Linked DNA regions of Mus musculus: region 2 is linked to region 1. A link is a contact called in public Hi-C data. All regions are on one chromosome and are shown on one strand. The core of a region is the stretch at or near the end of the contact, and the rest is flanking DNA. Distances in the headings are between cores, read along the strand shown. Region 1 overlaps Cd44 (CD44 antigen). Region 2 has its middle 56 kb from the start of Pdhx.

Region 1 (3,052 bases), core at 81-2,580:
TATCAGATAGAAGCTATTAAATAGTTCACTGGAAAGACACTTAAAGTATATACTCAACCACTGGCTCATTTAACAAATATTAACTAAGCTTTTCCAATGCTTAAAATGTTGTATAACAAATCAAGAGTTGGTCATCTTCCTTTGACCATTGGAAGCGTATGGAACCTTCTGGAATCTTTGCCCAAAATTGGCATGGGCCACGTTTTGCTGCTTGTTTCTCTTTAAGGATATTATTTTGTGTTTTATGAAAGATTCAGTTGAAGAGATTCGGGGCATTGCCTAGGGAAATTCTTCTCACAGTGAGGTATATGAAGCACTGATGATCCTCTAGACTAGAGAATCGTCGGTCCAGTGCCACAGAAAGGGCAGATGGTTGTCTTCACATCCTTGAAACCCCTCTCTCCCACAGTAACAAAGGCTCTGTATTCTGAAAGTCATTTATATACTATGCATATTTAATTAATTTATAAGCAACCTCTCAGTAGAGTGCTACCCAAGGTGAAATGCAGGACAATAGTAACTCTAGCACCAGGAGATGGGAACTTTAAGCCAGGGCACTTAAAAATAAAAGTCTAAATTCCTACCCAGACGTTTTAAAGATTCATTGTTTTTTCCTAAATGTCTGCTGCAGACATGAAGCTGTTTGTAAATATCCCTTGGGATTGCCCCTTGGAAGGTTGGAGTCTTCCTGCTTAACTGGGCTGCCTTTGCTGCGCCTCTAAATCACCTCGCAGTCCCCAAATGATTCAGATTCTGAGAAGTCAGAAGAGAAATAAACACTTTGTTCTTACTGTTCAGAAAGAATAAGAAACTGTTTCCAGTGGCCCGCACAGTCTCTGGAGGGCTTCGCATCATCTACAGAAACCAGATAGCACTGCTCTACACTGCTTAGAACTCGTGACAGTGCTCACTCAAATCATGGTGCTGCTAACTATACCTTTGAGGGAATAAGAAAACTATTAGTCATGAGTGCTGCCCACCCATGGAGCAAAGGCTGGGGAAAATATGAGAGACCTCCTATGGGCTCCCACGATTACATGAAAACAAATCTGGGAGCTGCAGAAGTGCTTCGAAGCGCTTTTGTTCTTCCTCTTGGCGTCCCTGTTTTCTCTTGGATTATTTTTGCTCAATTAAATATGAACTTCCTTTTTTTTGGAATCAGCCTTTGATTTCAGGCCCTAGAATGTGTCACATGTACAGTCCATAAGCTTTGCAGATGTCACCATGGAGATGTCCCAGATGCTCTTGGCATGGAGGCCCCTCCTTCAGCATCTCAGCTGTCCTGGAGAGCAGTTGGAATCTTGCACATTGTAGCATCTTAGCCCTCATGGCTCCCTGTCTCCTCAGCAGCAGAGAAAGGACCTCATGGCCTCCTCTCCCCTTGTCCCCAGGCCAGCCATCACCCTAGCAACCCACAAACAGGGCAGGCAGAAGCTGGCTGAGCCAGCCTCTCACCGGGAAAGCAGCTTCGTGGACTTCATAAATTATTGTGTCCTGATTTGATAATTGAAAACAGATTTGCCACACTGCTGAAAAGTGGTTAAGGACCGCATGGGCCCCTTAATGTGTGTTGTGTTCCTAAAACTAATAGCCCATGGGCCTCTTAATGTGTGCTGCGTTCCTAAGGCTAATAGCCCATCTCTAATCCCGCTAGAAGGCAGGAGCCTTTCTGCTTTGAGTACTCCATTTATGAAAGATATGGAACTCTATTTTCATCAAAGAAAGTTTGGTCCAGAGGGGATTCATTTATTCAACAAGCATCTTTTGCAGGCATCTCCGGCTGTTAGCTTTAATGAGGAAGGAGAGAATATGGAGAGCACGTTCTTCTCTAAAACAGTTTTGAGGTTTAGATATATGGAGTTCTAAGACAGGCTGACAGCTGGGAAGATGGTTATGTTAGTAACGTATTGCTGTGCACAAAGGAGGGCCTGATTCATGCCCCCAGGACCCATGTAAAAGGCTGGTCATGATGGTGTGACCTCATAATCCCAGCACTGGGGAGTCAGAGACAAGAGTCTTTCCCTGGAGCCTGCTAGCCAGTCTAGTGAAATTGGTGAGCACCAGGTTCAGTGAGGAAAAACCTGTCTCAATAAAGTAGGTGGAGAGTGACTCAGAAAGACACCCAACATTGACCTGTGGCCTCCATGCTCACATATGCCCAGGAGCCAATAAACCTAAATGCATGAACGAGTGTACATACACACACACACACACACACACACACACACACACACACACACACACGCACGCACACGCACACACACACAAACACACAGAGCTATCATTGAGGACACCCTTTGTGCTCATTGAACCAGAGGTGGCATTAGGCAGAGATACTAACTCCCAGCATTTGTATTGCAAAGTTCTCCAAGAGTCACAGCATCTGAATGGTCCTGATGGGATGGGCATCTGAGAGATGGCTTAGCTAGAGGAGGACCCATGTCTAGTTCCCAGCACCCACATGGTGGCTTCATAACCCTAGATCCATGGATCTGCTACCCGCCTCTGGGCTTTGAAGACACCTGGAAAACATATGGTATACATGCATGCATGCAGGCAAAGCACCCATGCATATAAAATAAAAATAAGCAATCATTGATGGTGGGAGTGCTCCATGGTTTCCTCAACTTTTCCCACCCTTGGCATGATCACACCAGCTTTGCCTGCTGCCTTCATGAAACCAGGAGCCTGAATTAGAGCTCTGTGTGCTCCCCAGAAGAGCAAGTTGCATCAGGAGCCAGTTGTGTCGGGAGATATTGGATGAGGCACAACAGTAGCAGCCCTTAGGCACCTTCCCCTTGAAGAATTTATCTGATGTGTCTGGAAAGGAGAAAAGCCTCCAGGGCCTTGCCAAAGAAAGCTTCCAAACTCAGGTCTGGTCTCAAAAGATTCTATGCTAGCTGTGCAGAGCACGCCCCGTCAGCCTTCCCTTTCATGAGAATGATGATATTTTTAAGGAACCTTTGCCTAGTCATAAATCTCCATGATTTGGTAAGCTTTTCCTTCTGTTGTGTAGTAGTCAGGCTTAGTCTGATGGGTGCTCACTTGAACT
Region 2 (3,312 bases), core at 558-3,057, 200 kb before region 1:
TGCTATGAGTTAATATATTGTCATCCAAATAGAGAAACTGCATGGCTTTCGGTCTCAGCTTTCAAAGACATTCTGTTCTCATGACAAGGTTGTGTCATGATGGACGCGGGCTCCCTTCGCAAAGTGAAGAAATGAACTTATGCAGATTAAAAATTACACTTGAAACAAGTGCTATGAATGGGAAGCACTGGATTTTTAGAAGGGAGTAACAATACAGAAAGACTTTAAAATTAATCTGGCCATGATTCCAAGTGGGTTACAACAAAGGATGTGGGGCAGCAGGAAACAGCTGCAGGGTTTATACTAACTGAAGTATGACTGACTCTGGATCGCCATTACCTCAGGGCTTTTAATGAAGAAGGACAAGGAAGTGTGTCCTCCATGCCAGGCTGCTGTATGTGTGTTGTGAATGCAAGGTAGGCGTGTGCTTTCGAGACAGCGCCATAAGATGAGTGGAATTCCCTCCAGGACAGTTTCTGGAGGCTCACTATTGCCACTTGAAGAGGAGTGAGGTGCTTATATGTGATACAGCAAGTAGCATGGTTTCAGGACACATCTAAACTTGTAAATAAAAGAGTGATCGTCTCATAAAGACATTTTGAATAGTTCTGCATGGTTATTTGCCTTTCTGGCATCTGCATTGGTTTTGGAAGGAGGCAATTGGAACAAAGTAGTTTATCTTCTAAGTTATAGAACAATGAGGAGCCTCTTTAATTAAAAATAGTTTAGATAAACATATTTGGTGCCCACAGAGGCCAGAAAAGGCCATTGGATTGCCTGGAACTGGAGTTTCGGGCACTTGTGAGCAGCCATGTGAGTGCTGAGAACTGATCTTGGGACCTTTGCAAGAGCAGCTAACCACTGAACCATTTCTTAAGCACCCTTAATTGAAATTTGCTAAAGTCGTTTGCAGATGAACTTTGGAAAGTTACTGTTAGTTTGTGTCTTTGATCATATAGTTTATTTTCACAAATTAGAAGTCACTTCCCTGATTTTCCAACTCTGAGCCACCTTTTTCTTTCTGAGAAAGTGAGTATTGTCAATGCTCCTTGATTTAAACTATACCACCAAGGACATAAGTTTAAGGGAAATATAGGTTTCTGTTAAAAGTTGAGAGAACATTAGGACGATCAGTCAAGATTTTCTCATCTAAATGTATTTAAATTTTTTTCTTTATGAGATTCATAGTTATTCTTGTCACAGACAAGTAGATCTTTAAAGATTTGTCTGTTGTGGCCAAATGAGATACACATTAGTCAAGCCTTTATAAAGCATAAACTGGACACAAGGTTAAGTTTTTATGTGTATGTTACACTTAAACTTTGTATAGGGTCTCAATGTATGTAGCCCTGGTTATCCAGGAACTCCCTTTGTAGACCAGGCAGACCTCAAACTCAGATCTACCTACCTCTGCCTCCCTAGTGCTGGGATTAAAGGTGTGCACCACCACCTCTTGGCCCCACTTACTTTCTATCCGTGGCCCCTCAGTCCGCTTGGCAGAGAATACTACTTATCAGGAAGCTACAGGATAGAGCTTGGTAGATGATCACCCCTCCCAGTGCCTTAGCTTCTGCTCTGTGGGAACATCCTTTTCTAAGAATTCATTTAATCTGCATGCTTGCTCATCAGGAGGAGTATTTTCTGCCTAGTGTCAGCCTAGTTTAAAATTACTAGGCTTTTGGCAGTAAGCTTATCCTGTGTCTTAATAATTCTTATCTATGGAGGAGGGGAAAGATCCTCTGTGTGGCAACTGCTTATCTTACATCATCTCTTCAGTTCTGTGTGGGAGGTGTATCTTGCTTTATAGCAGCCCTCCTTTATAGTCTTAGATAACGTGTACAGACTCAGAGACTACATGAACTGAGCTAAGCTCTAAGAGCTGCATCTGGGATTGAGCCTATATCCATGTGGTACAAAGCTTTAACAACATTACACACAACATTCTCAGGTGGACATTGGCTGAGCTCGTTCTACTGAAGTTCTTCAGCGATGTCACTTCATGTACAGTGAGACCTATAAAAAGTTTAAGTACAACATACAAATAAAAACATGTACACTTGGCTCGTATTTTCTTTGTAGTTCCTTTCTGTGTCCTGGTTAGATTGCACATGAGGTACTGAGGGATTTTTGGTTTGTTTCCATTAAAAATACATCTGTGAAGTACTAAAATCAAGAGTCATGACTTACATATAACTCCCAGTGACAGCCTTAATAAAACTGAAGCGTAAAACATTTAAGGAGGTAGTTCTTAATCTTCCTAATGCTGCGACATTTTATTAGGTTGTGACCAACCCCCAACCATGAAGTTACTTCATTGCTATTTAATAACTTTACTCCTGCTACTGTTATGAATCATAATATAAATATCTGATATGCATGATATCTGAATTGTGATCCCCAAAGGATCTATGACCCACAGTTTGAGAACCATTGATTTAGGGCTTGGTGCCTCTAGGAATAAAATATATCGATAAGCCGATGGTACTTGTGTGTGGTCCCAGCTGCAGAGGAACAGATGCGGGAAGATCACTGGAGTGCACATATTAGAGACCATCCTGGACAACAAGAGGAGAGTAACAGCAAACAAACTCATCCAGACAGAATAGCATGCAGCATTCGGGAAGAGGTGGCAAGAGGATCATGACTTGCAGGCCAATCTGGGTCTCACAGTAGGTACCATCCTGTTCTGTCTCCAGAAGGAAAAGTAATTAAAACATAAATTTAATAAAGAGCATTTTAGTTTTGAATTCTGCTCCATGTTCAGAACTCAAAAATAGTTACCTTAGTTTCAATCCCAGTTGCTCCTGTCTTCTATATGAATAACTACATTAGCCTCCAATCTTAGTCAAGGGCTAATAGCAGATTACAGAGTTCATTGACTTACCCAGACCAGATATATGCATAGCCACCAAATAAGTAAGCAGTCCTCCAGGACACAGGTGAGGGCAGGAGGCCTGGAGCACATGGTGTGTGTATTGGGCAGAGCATTAGTGGGTGATTACCAGGCCAAGTGAGGGTTGCCTTCCAGGGCTTTGCAGAACCAGCATCACTTTCTCTACTAATGAGTCATGCAGCAGCTGGACTCTGCAGTCATCTTGCTGTCTTCCATTGAAGTTTAGCCTCATGTTTATTGTAAAGGAGAAATGACAGATAAGACACTTGAGATTTGTAAAGCAGGCAGAAGAATTTAAGGGTAAATTTAAGGCTGAGTGACTGGTGGTGATGCAGAGAAGTGAAATGTCATTAATTTGAAGTAAGACATAATGGTAAAATGTTTGCGGATCTATCCCATTGTAGATGTGATGATTTTGT

What was found. Hi-C and Micro-C count contacts between places; a contact is called where the count stands out from the background.
Region 2: a contact with region 1 is called in a Hi-C map of uterus, with 4 times the contacts expected there. The contact joins two enhancer-like sites. A contact is called at or near these places in 1 of 39 promoter capture datasets (the 3T3-L1 cell line), 2 of 15 datasets of contacts at CTCF or cohesin (CD8 T cells and the NIH/3T3 cell line), 26 of 484 Hi-C or Micro-C datasets (the 3T3-L1 cell line, the AML12 cell line, B cells and 16 more) and 6 of 115 datasets of contacts at active chromatin or transcription factors (CD8 T cells, cardiomyocytes, embryonic fibroblasts and 3 more).

Annotation. Positions count from the first base shown.
Region 1 is chr2:102,818,834-102,821,885 of GRCm38.p6, reverse strand. All of the region lies in intron 8 of Cd44 (CD44 antigen), which reads left to right. Among named protein-coding and RNA genes, the nearest start is that of Gm13872, 74 kb to the right of the region's middle. Within about 2 kb of position 1,330, at least 31 of the 459 cell types and tissues checked have an H3K27ac peak or open chromatin away from gene starts, as enhancers often do. A contact at or near this core is called in uterus, where this site is marked.
Region 2 is chr2:103,016,001-103,019,312 of GRCm38.p6, reverse strand. No RefSeq gene overlaps it. Among named protein-coding and RNA genes, the nearest start is that of Pdhx, 56 kb to the left of the region's middle. Within about 2 kb of position 1,807, at least 18 of the 459 cell types and tissues checked have an H3K27ac peak or open chromatin away from gene starts, as enhancers often do. A contact at or near this core is called in uterus, where this site is marked.